Regions from separate parts of the Columba livia genome. Here region 2 is linked to region 1. The links are chromatin contacts, called in public Hi-C maps. All regions are on one chromosome and are shown on one strand. The core of a region is the stretch at or near the end of the contact, and the rest is flanking DNA. Distances in the headings are between cores, read along the strand shown. Region 1 overlaps TRAF3IP1 (TRAF3 interacting protein 1). Region 2 overlaps LOC135579886 (a long non-coding RNA gene).

Region 1 (4,370 bases), core at 1,285-3,784:
TGCTTGTCCATAACCAGACTGCTGGATACCCTTCTTAATTTTGAGAAGTTCCACAACTGCACCAAAAATTTCTCACTGAGGCTTTATTCAGATCACTCTGTTAATGTCACATTATCATAAACAGAGCTGTCACACAAAGATGAAGGCCCTTCTGCAAGTAACTCCTATTCAATTTTACTGTCAGCGTTTCTTGTGACATATTAAGCTGGCAGGATGCTGAGAAGTTGTGCGTCTTCAAAATACTGAAGTGGTGGGACATAGGATCACATCTGGTTAACATGACACATTACTAATTGCACTGACTGGAGGTGACACCCAATGTCGTGCAGCTGATGGATTAATGTAAAAAAATCAGCGGCCTGAGGAACTTTAAACAAACAGAATCAGCAACGATTGTATTTGTTCTAAGCTTAGAAGTGCATACTTAATTTATCACATTTGTAATTAACATTAATATTATCCAGGTGCTAAGCTATTCAATATCACTTGTTCCCTGCAGAAACCTCAGAGCTGCCTCTTTTCTGAAGCCTGTGAACTGTATTTGGTAGGGCAAAGATGGGAATTCTGTGATCCCACTTGCTTAACCTATTTAATAACCTGCCTACATTTTCCACACATCAAATAAATGAAGTGGAATACAAAATGTAACATCTGTTTCTTTCTCTGTTTAACATTAGAGGGTTACATTCTAAACAAATACATTTAGGAAGTCTTTTTAGGAATTTGTTAGGCTGAACACAGCTAATCAAGACAGCAAAAATCTTGTGTATTTCCAGAATGACCTCTTTGTTTGACCTGAAAATTATGTATATTATTTTAAGTTTCTGCACATGCAAAACCTACATTATGAAACTCTCACTCTTCTTTTCTCTTCTTTTTCTTTATAAAACTTCTTAAAAAGCAAATGCATGTTTGGGAAATGCAGCACATACCAGGTTTCAGAGGAATGCTTTTAACACAAACAAATGCTCCTCAGCAGTTAGAAGTAAAGGCGTGAAACATCCCCAAGAGTTCACCAGTGTTACCTCTGGATTAAGTATTAATTCACCAACTTCACCTAATTTCTAGTTGATTAATCCATAATAAATCAGGTAGATCCATTAATCAGTTTATTGCTGAATATTTGACTTAATAAAGTATTAGCTAAAAGTTCCAGCACTCAGACTACAAACTGATTTTTCTGCCCAACTGGCAGAAGAACAAGACTTTAAAGACTAATGAATATAACTAGGAAAATATTTCATTCATTTTGTATGTATTGAATAGTCTAATGAAACAAGGAAAGATGAACATTCTCACTGACAGACACAAGGATGACTGTCATTTCACCACATGTGATTTCCCAAAACAAGAATTCTTTCACGTTTTCACTGTACTTTTGGTTATCTTACTCCAGAATAAAGAAGTACAACTCCATACCACTCTCCAATGCATAATGTTTTGGAATACAGTTGCACACTGGTGTAGAAGATATTTCTTCTGGAGAGTTTGATGGAAAACAAATTAAATAAAAGAGCTGACAGTCTGGGGAGAAATGGTCAAATGTCAGACGGATGCTGCTTCCCAGCAGACTGCAGAGCCAGACCTGGCACAGAACCTACGGCCACTTGAACACAACACAGAGTTCACCGACCCGCTCTCACAGTCCCACCAACACAACAGGACGTGGTTCCACTTGGAGACCACTTGGCTGGAATAAACCATTTGAAACTCTTCCTTCTTTTTTAATTACTTTTGCTGCCTCTCTCCAAAAAGATTCCACAGACCTGTAACTGTTCCTCCCCAAAACTGCTGGTCTGCAGTCTTGCAAGAAAAAAATCCTGCCGCTTTCTTCTTCATGGTGTTAGGAACATCCCTCAGAGATGAGCCATGCTCACAGGTCACACGAGCACGCCAGACCCCTACCTGCCACCCTCTGCATATCTGGTCCCTGAAATATTCCCAGAGGCAACACCACGTTGGCAATGTATTTTTTACTGTCTCCCGCATCATAGTGTCTCTACCCTGTAAAATAAATTTCCAGGATTCAGTAATGTCTCCAGCTGGTGTTTTCTGTACTACATCTGTCAAGTCCCAGTCACTAACGCTGAGCATTTCTAATCCTCTTTTCCATTGATTTTTTTTTCTCTCTGCTGTCAGGAGAACTAAGCTTCTCCTCTCTGGATCACAGCACCTTCTTCAAAATAATTTGAAAAGCAGTAGCAGCAAAGAAACCTAGCGCACTTGCAGCCAGCTGCTTGGATAGGAGATCAGATGATATTCCAGGAGCTCAGCGCTGCATGCAAGTTTTCACGTGATGGACCAGGAAGTCAGCACGTTTTTTTCCAGAATTAGTTGTCTATTATCAGTGCTGCTAACGCAGGTCAATGCTTCAAAAGATGCAACAAAAGACAAACAAGGACTGAATGAATGTTTTAGACTGAAAACAGGCAACGGGACTAAATGGTTATTGTAGGAGGACGCAATTGTCTGCATGCATTTTAAAAAAATCTAAGGGTTAAAAGGGAATCATTTAGTCTTATTCAGAAAAAGCCCCAGAAAATTTAGCACAAACACCAGAGGAAGCTTCCTGAGCATAAAATCCATGTGGTTTTGTAAACGCTCCCTCATTGTCCCTTTCTATGTCCAGTGCTTGAGCTGACAGGATACAAGACCAAACAGTACAGCCTACAGCACAATTATGTAGTGGTGGAAGGCATTATTAAATGAACAACTAATGCTGTCCCAACACTTAGTCTTGAGACTGATTCAACAGCACCACCTAGTTACAAAACCAGGAACAGCTGGATCTCCTTTTCTCGCAAGTGCCAGCTGAACACACATTCCAGTAACCACCTTTAGAGCTACTACATAAACAGCAACATAATTTTAACCTTCCTTTTCTTCGAGCAGTTATATAAAGACAGAACTTATTCAAGCAGGTGAATTTTCACATCAGACACATTAATTAGAAATAGCCAACAGTGTTTCAATGATCAGTACACAGACGTTACAAGTCGCACATTTGTAGTAAACAGTATATAATTCAGCAAGTTGGATAAATCTGTAATTATTCATAACAGATCGTGAACAGGAAAACTAAAGGTATTTTCCTATTTTACTAATTCATTTCTTTCTATAATCTCAGCCCTGGAAAGAATTTTCTTCCAGCCAAGCGGGCCCGGATCTCAGATAATCCCAAACTTTGGATGGGAAGATACTCCCGCTAGGGTCTGATCTGCCATCCCAACTTTCTCAGTTTGCTGGGGAAGAAATGAAAATGCTTGTCTGTATGGCAGCACAACCCATTACCACTGTACACAAAAGTATATGGTAGTATCTCTGTTTCAGAGAAGAGAATTGTTGATTTTATCCGTCCAAAATTCCAATCCTAAAAGTTAACACTGTGTCACTTTTGCTGCAGATTGTAGAGGCGATTATAAGGTCAAACTGAGTTTTCAAAACAGTCTGCTGGCCACCATGGCTTTAGTTCCTTAGGGACATTTATTTTTTTTGTTGTACACTTTCCTCATAAGCTTTCATAATATCATTACTCATTGCAAATTACTACAGTTGATAAAGCCAAGAGAGACAGTCAAGTGGTCAAGGGTTCAAAAGTCACTACTGTTTTCAGACAGCTGCTCCAATGTGGATGAGGTTGGCTCCAGAGCATCTCCCCTTGGCAACTGACCGAGGGGTCTAAGAGATCAAAATAAAACAAAAAAAACTGAAGCAACACAAAAAGCCAAAACCAACAAAACCTTCCCATTCCAAACCATTGATAGTGGGAAAAAATCAAATAAAATCAAATCACTTCATATACTCAGACCTGAATGCTGGGGTGTGCTAGGATGTTATGAGGGAAATATTTGGTGATACAAAAATACTTTATATGGTTAACAACACCAGAGATCCCTTTTTTTTAAGACAATGATAATGATTGCTGAGCAGTATGATACTGTTCTTTAAACACCCAGAGACTGAAACAACAATGGTGCAGCTGTACAAATGCAGAGTGTGCCCTACTACACCTACGGCAAGGCTGAAAAAAGCAGACTTTGTTCTGGAAAACAATAATAGGCTAAAGAAGGCTCCCAGGAAAACCAAACTAGGAAAAAAAATAAAAGAAGAAAACAAAACACCACAAAAATTAAATGTGAGAAAGAGCACTACACAGAGATGGTGACAATATCTGACAGCTTAATGGAGAAAAGAAGCAGCATAACACATCAAGGCATCAAGGAAGAAAGCTTGCTCATAAATGGAAAAAACACATTTAAGGCAGAGAAAAAGGTCACAATTACAATATTTAATATTCACAGCTCTACGAAAGCCATTACCATCTTACCCTCTCCGTTGTCTTTGATGATTTCTGTGATGCCTCATAATCT
Region 2 (4,370 bases), core at 1,184-3,683, 110 kb before region 1:
TATTTAAAATCTCTCGTTTCCCTCTTAAACAGAGTGCAGCAGTGATTTGTGCCAGGGCTGCTGAGTGGTTTCAAATGTGTCCATGAGGTCAAGATGAATGGGTCTGTTGCATTTTGCATGGTGCTTTCTTGTGATAGAAGCCCTCTTTGGCTGGCTGAGGTCCTCATCTCAGTCTGTGTTGGCTCATACCTGTACACCCCGTGGACTTGTTCTGCACCTCCATTGGCTTCCTCCACCAGGACCAGCCCATGGAGCAGGAGATGAGTATCACCAGGCCCTTCAAGAAAGGATGCTGCTCTTGACTGAAGTTCAGGATGGTTTAAGCCAGCAGAGGATATGCCCTGAAGACATTGCCTGAGACTTGAAGCTGGACCTAGGTGTCCTTGACTCTTTCTCCTGGCATGCAGCAGCAAGCAGGTAGGCATCTGTGTTGACCCTCTCCCATGACCATCTGCCCAGTTCCCACATTTCCTCCCTCACTCTTTGGCCCTGTCTGGAAGGACTCCCATCCTCAGCTGGCCACCCGGAAGACCTCTTGCCCAACTCCATGGAGAGTAGCCCAACAAGCCCCTCTGTGAGCCGCTCGAGCTGGTGTAATTGAGCCAGCTTCCCCTTCCCTGCTCCTCCCTGCCATGAGTCACCATTTCCCCGAAGCCTCTCAGTTGCAAACGGGGATGATCCTGCTGTGCTGGCCCATTCCCCAGCACTGCCTCCCTGTGGGAGATGAAATGGGGGGGCTTGTGCCTCACCCCTGCTCTCCAGGGGCAAGGAGTGCCCCAAAAACACCCTGTCTTCCATAGATATGATGGATAATCGGGGTTCTCCTCTGTTCTCACCTGCCCGCATCCATCCTTCCTCTCATTTACCGCTTTTGACGCTTTGGTGATGTTTTTTCCCCCTTGACAGAGAAGAGTGGGGTTGGGTGGTGGGTGGCTGGGGGAAGCCGGCATGCCTGCCAGGAATGCAGGGTCGGGTTTTGCAGGGCACGGCTTCAACCACTTGGCAACCCCCTTCCTCCTCTTCCCCCCTCCTCCTCCCCACCGTCCCCCTCCCGATTTGAGCAATGAAAAACAACTTCCTGTCAATAAACAGGAACAAAAGCTTGGACACATCTTCAAAGTGATGAGTTATGTCGAAAATATGTTTCAGAGCGCTTTGAATGTTCCTGTGAACTGTAGGGAAATGATTGTTCATGGTGCTTTGGCATTCAAGGAGTGTTTATAAATAAGCGCTGCAGGTCTGCATGAGTTAGTTTTTGCCATGAGAAAAAATGCAACAGGACAAGAAGTGAGAGGAAGAGAGGACAAAGGCCTAAGAGGAGAAAGAAACAGAAAGCAGGTCCTGGGTAATAGTGTGAAGTTTAAAAGTTTCAAATTAAGTGGCGAAGGTGGCATCAGCCCTGTGCCTGGTGTGAGCTGGTTCTGCTTTGGGACAGTGTCTTCTCCTGGCACCTGGCCATGGGGCTGGTGGAACAGGACATGGATGCTGGTGCTGGGCTGGGCACTGCTATTGCTGCATGGGACATGGAAGAAGGCAGAAAGCATACGGTTCCCATTGGTTTCCAAAAGTGAAAACATGTGCTGGAATCCCAGCCAGACATGCTTCTTGTTATTTTAATGAGAAATTCCATAATTAGTGGCAAAAAAATAAAAAGAAGCTCCACTGCAAGTGAAAGAAAACCCCACTCTCTCCTCTCCAGCACATGATAGATGCATCAAAAAGATGTGGTGTTTTTATAGACATACATTACTTGACAGGCTATGATGTTCCTTAATCTATTTGCTTGAGGGAATTAAAAAAGAAACATTTTTTAAAAAAGCAACAAAATAAACATGACAGATTTTTTTACTTAAGCAGTCCTTGTCTTAAATGGGCAATGCGCTCCCCACCTGTAATTCATTTGTCAGCAGTTAAACATCATTACAACATTGACAGCCAATCTGAATGCAGAAGAGCTGGGCTTTTGTATGGCTATAAACTACAGGACATCAAACTGTACTTTATGGAGTAGGGGCCGGTCAGAAGTGACCCCTTCTAAACTTTTACAATTCTCTGCATTCTTCTGATTATAGTAAAGATTTATTTGAACTTTGATATATATATGTATATAAAAAAGTGTGTTTTATTAAAAACATTTCAACCCAGTTCTTTAGTGGAAGAGGAGAGAGAAGAAATATACTGCAAGACGTCTGAAGCTGGTAGTTTTTATTCATCTTGCGAAGTGGTCATGGATGGATTTGCTTGGATTCATGTTCAGAAATAAACACGTAGTATTGCATTACATCCCGTTTACACACTTTGTTCTCCAAACATGTTTGACATCTAATTGCACAACTCCTTGGCTAGCTGGTACAGCACAGAAAGCCCTTGTAAGGGGTTTGCTGAAAGACGGCTTTTTGGAGGAGAAAAGGTGCTTCGGTGGCTGAGTGCTGACGGATGCCCTCTCTCACCTGCTCTCTTTGCTGTTTCCCTAGAGCATCCTTAGGTGCTCTTGGGGCAGGTGTTTAGCAATTCACGTCTTCTGCTCTCAGAAAAATCCTCTGAAAAATCTAATTTATTGCTTTTCAGTGTTTCAGCTTGCTGCGAAGAGCACGGGGCTAATAACCGCACCGTTTTCCAGTCAGTGTCAGACCAAGTATGGGAAAGAAATTAAGGCGATGCTGCAAGCTGAGCTGTGCATTCAGGAAAGAGGAAAACACTGTAGGTTTTCCTCCTCTTTCTCAGGGCCCTCATGCATTGCTGGCATGCCTGGCTCAGCACAGCTGAATTTCAGCACTCGTCCACAGACCCATATAACAGAGAAAATGTCTCGATGCTGTGAAAGTCCTGCTCTTCACCTGCTAGGCAGCAATAATCCCCAAAGAGGGTGGTGTTTTCTAGCAATAAAAAATGGGATTTTACACGCACTCCTGTGATGTATGTGTACACATACATTATTTTTTGCAGAAAGACAAGTACTAGAAAAGCGATGGGATGGATGGTCTGTGTTTGGTGGAATCCTCTTCAAGGTATGTTGTGATCGCAGGATGGACACCATGTTGCAGTGGATTTTGGGAAACATCCTTTCAGCAGGGAACTTGACTTAGGGACAGATACAAGAGGCACTTGAGCCATAATTCCTGGGAAGCCTCAAGATCAGAGCAATGGGCTTTTTGAAAGTTGTGCAGAGTGGAGAAATGCTGATGAGAGAGATTTTTCCAAGGAAACTTGCCACTTCCACAGATTTGTTGTTTCCCCTGGTGAAGAAATGTGATTGTGCTGAAAACCTGCAGTGTTGTTCTTTTTTATATTTCTTTTTCTTTCTATTTTATTTTGAAGGTTCGGGGGAGACGGACCTGAAATGAAACACTTCATTTTGGTCAGTTTGACCTGATTGGGGAATGCTTCATTCTTTTGATTGGATTGGTTTCAAATCAATTCAGAACATAATTCAGCTTCCCTCGGGGCAAGTGCAGCTCTGACTCTTTTTCTTTATTGTGGCTGTGCTCTCAGAAGGACCTCGATGCCCAGGAGACTAGGAACAACTTTTGGCTGAGTCCACAGGAATAGCATTAATCTGGGGGCATGGTTGCATGGTCCAAAGAAGAGCATCCAACAATTGTAAAATATAAAATGGTCCAGCTAGCCCTTATTTCCTTTCGAGCTAGTTATGAGGGCTACCTGGAGGAATATGATAGAGAAATTATATTGAGATCTTTCCCCCCGGTGTCTCTCTGCTGCCAGCCACCAGCAAGGTAGAGATCATGCACTCTCTTCATAAGACAGGGACGTTAGGTTTGCTGATGTAATGACTTGAAAGTAAGCATTTTGCAGTAATTTCAGCTCCTGTTCTGAACTTTAGCCTTTCGAGTCATATCAGTTCTGACATTTCTACATAATTTTCTTCTTTTCTGGACAATAGTCCTGGAGCCTTATTTGGAATTTCAAGATTTTGCATTGTTTTGAAGCACAGAGCAAACACTGAAATGTCAGACATTCCCCAGCGACAGAAGTTTAATGTCTGGGCATGACACTTTGTGGCTGAGATAGGGGAGACAAAGAAAGGCTGGAATGAGCCAGTAGTTGCTGATGTTTTGGTGCTGAAGAGCTCAGTGATCACTACTTTGAATAGCTGGTCTTTTTCCTGTTTGTTGGCCAGCTCCCTCCAACTTTCTGTTGCTTTCTTTAAAATGGTTCTGTTTTCCTCAGTAAAATTTAAAGCGCAGATCAAATGGAGCAGGTTGTCTTTCTTCTGTGCACATTTCTTTAAAAAGAATTGGTGTACTTTTGAAATGGAAGTGTCTTGTCCTGAAAATGCTGAAACTAACCTCTTTTCAAAAGCACTGTTCTCCTGTCTTTTCAATTCAAACAGCTGAGAGGATGCTACAAAT

The links. A called contact is a pair of places that touch in the nucleus more often than the background predicts.
Region 2: a Hi-C map of crop shows a contact between it and region 1, with 4 times the contacts expected there. The contact joins two enhancer-like sites. A contact is called at or near these places in 2 of 2 Hi-C or Micro-C datasets (crop and liver).

Annotation. Positions count from the first base shown.
Region 1 is chr7:34,944,880-34,949,249 of bColLiv1.pat.W.v2, reverse strand. It overlaps TRAF3IP1 (TRAF3 interacting protein 1), which reads right to left. Exons shown (of 14, transcript XM_065069226.1): 12 at 4,328-4,370. Among named protein-coding and RNA genes, the nearest start is that of ASB1, 30 kb to the left of the region's middle. Within about 2 kb of position 2,534, at least 1 of the 3 cell types and tissues checked has an H3K27ac peak away from gene starts, as active enhancers do.
Region 2 is chr7:35,052,249-35,056,618 of bColLiv1.pat.W.v2, reverse strand. LOC135579886 (a long non-coding RNA gene) reads left to right here. Exons shown (of 11, transcript XR_010473763.1): 6 at 240-417. Among named protein-coding and RNA genes, the nearest start is that of ASB1, 77 kb to the right of the region's middle. Within about 2 kb of position 2,433, at least 2 of the 3 cell types and tissues checked have an H3K27ac peak away from gene starts, as active enhancers do.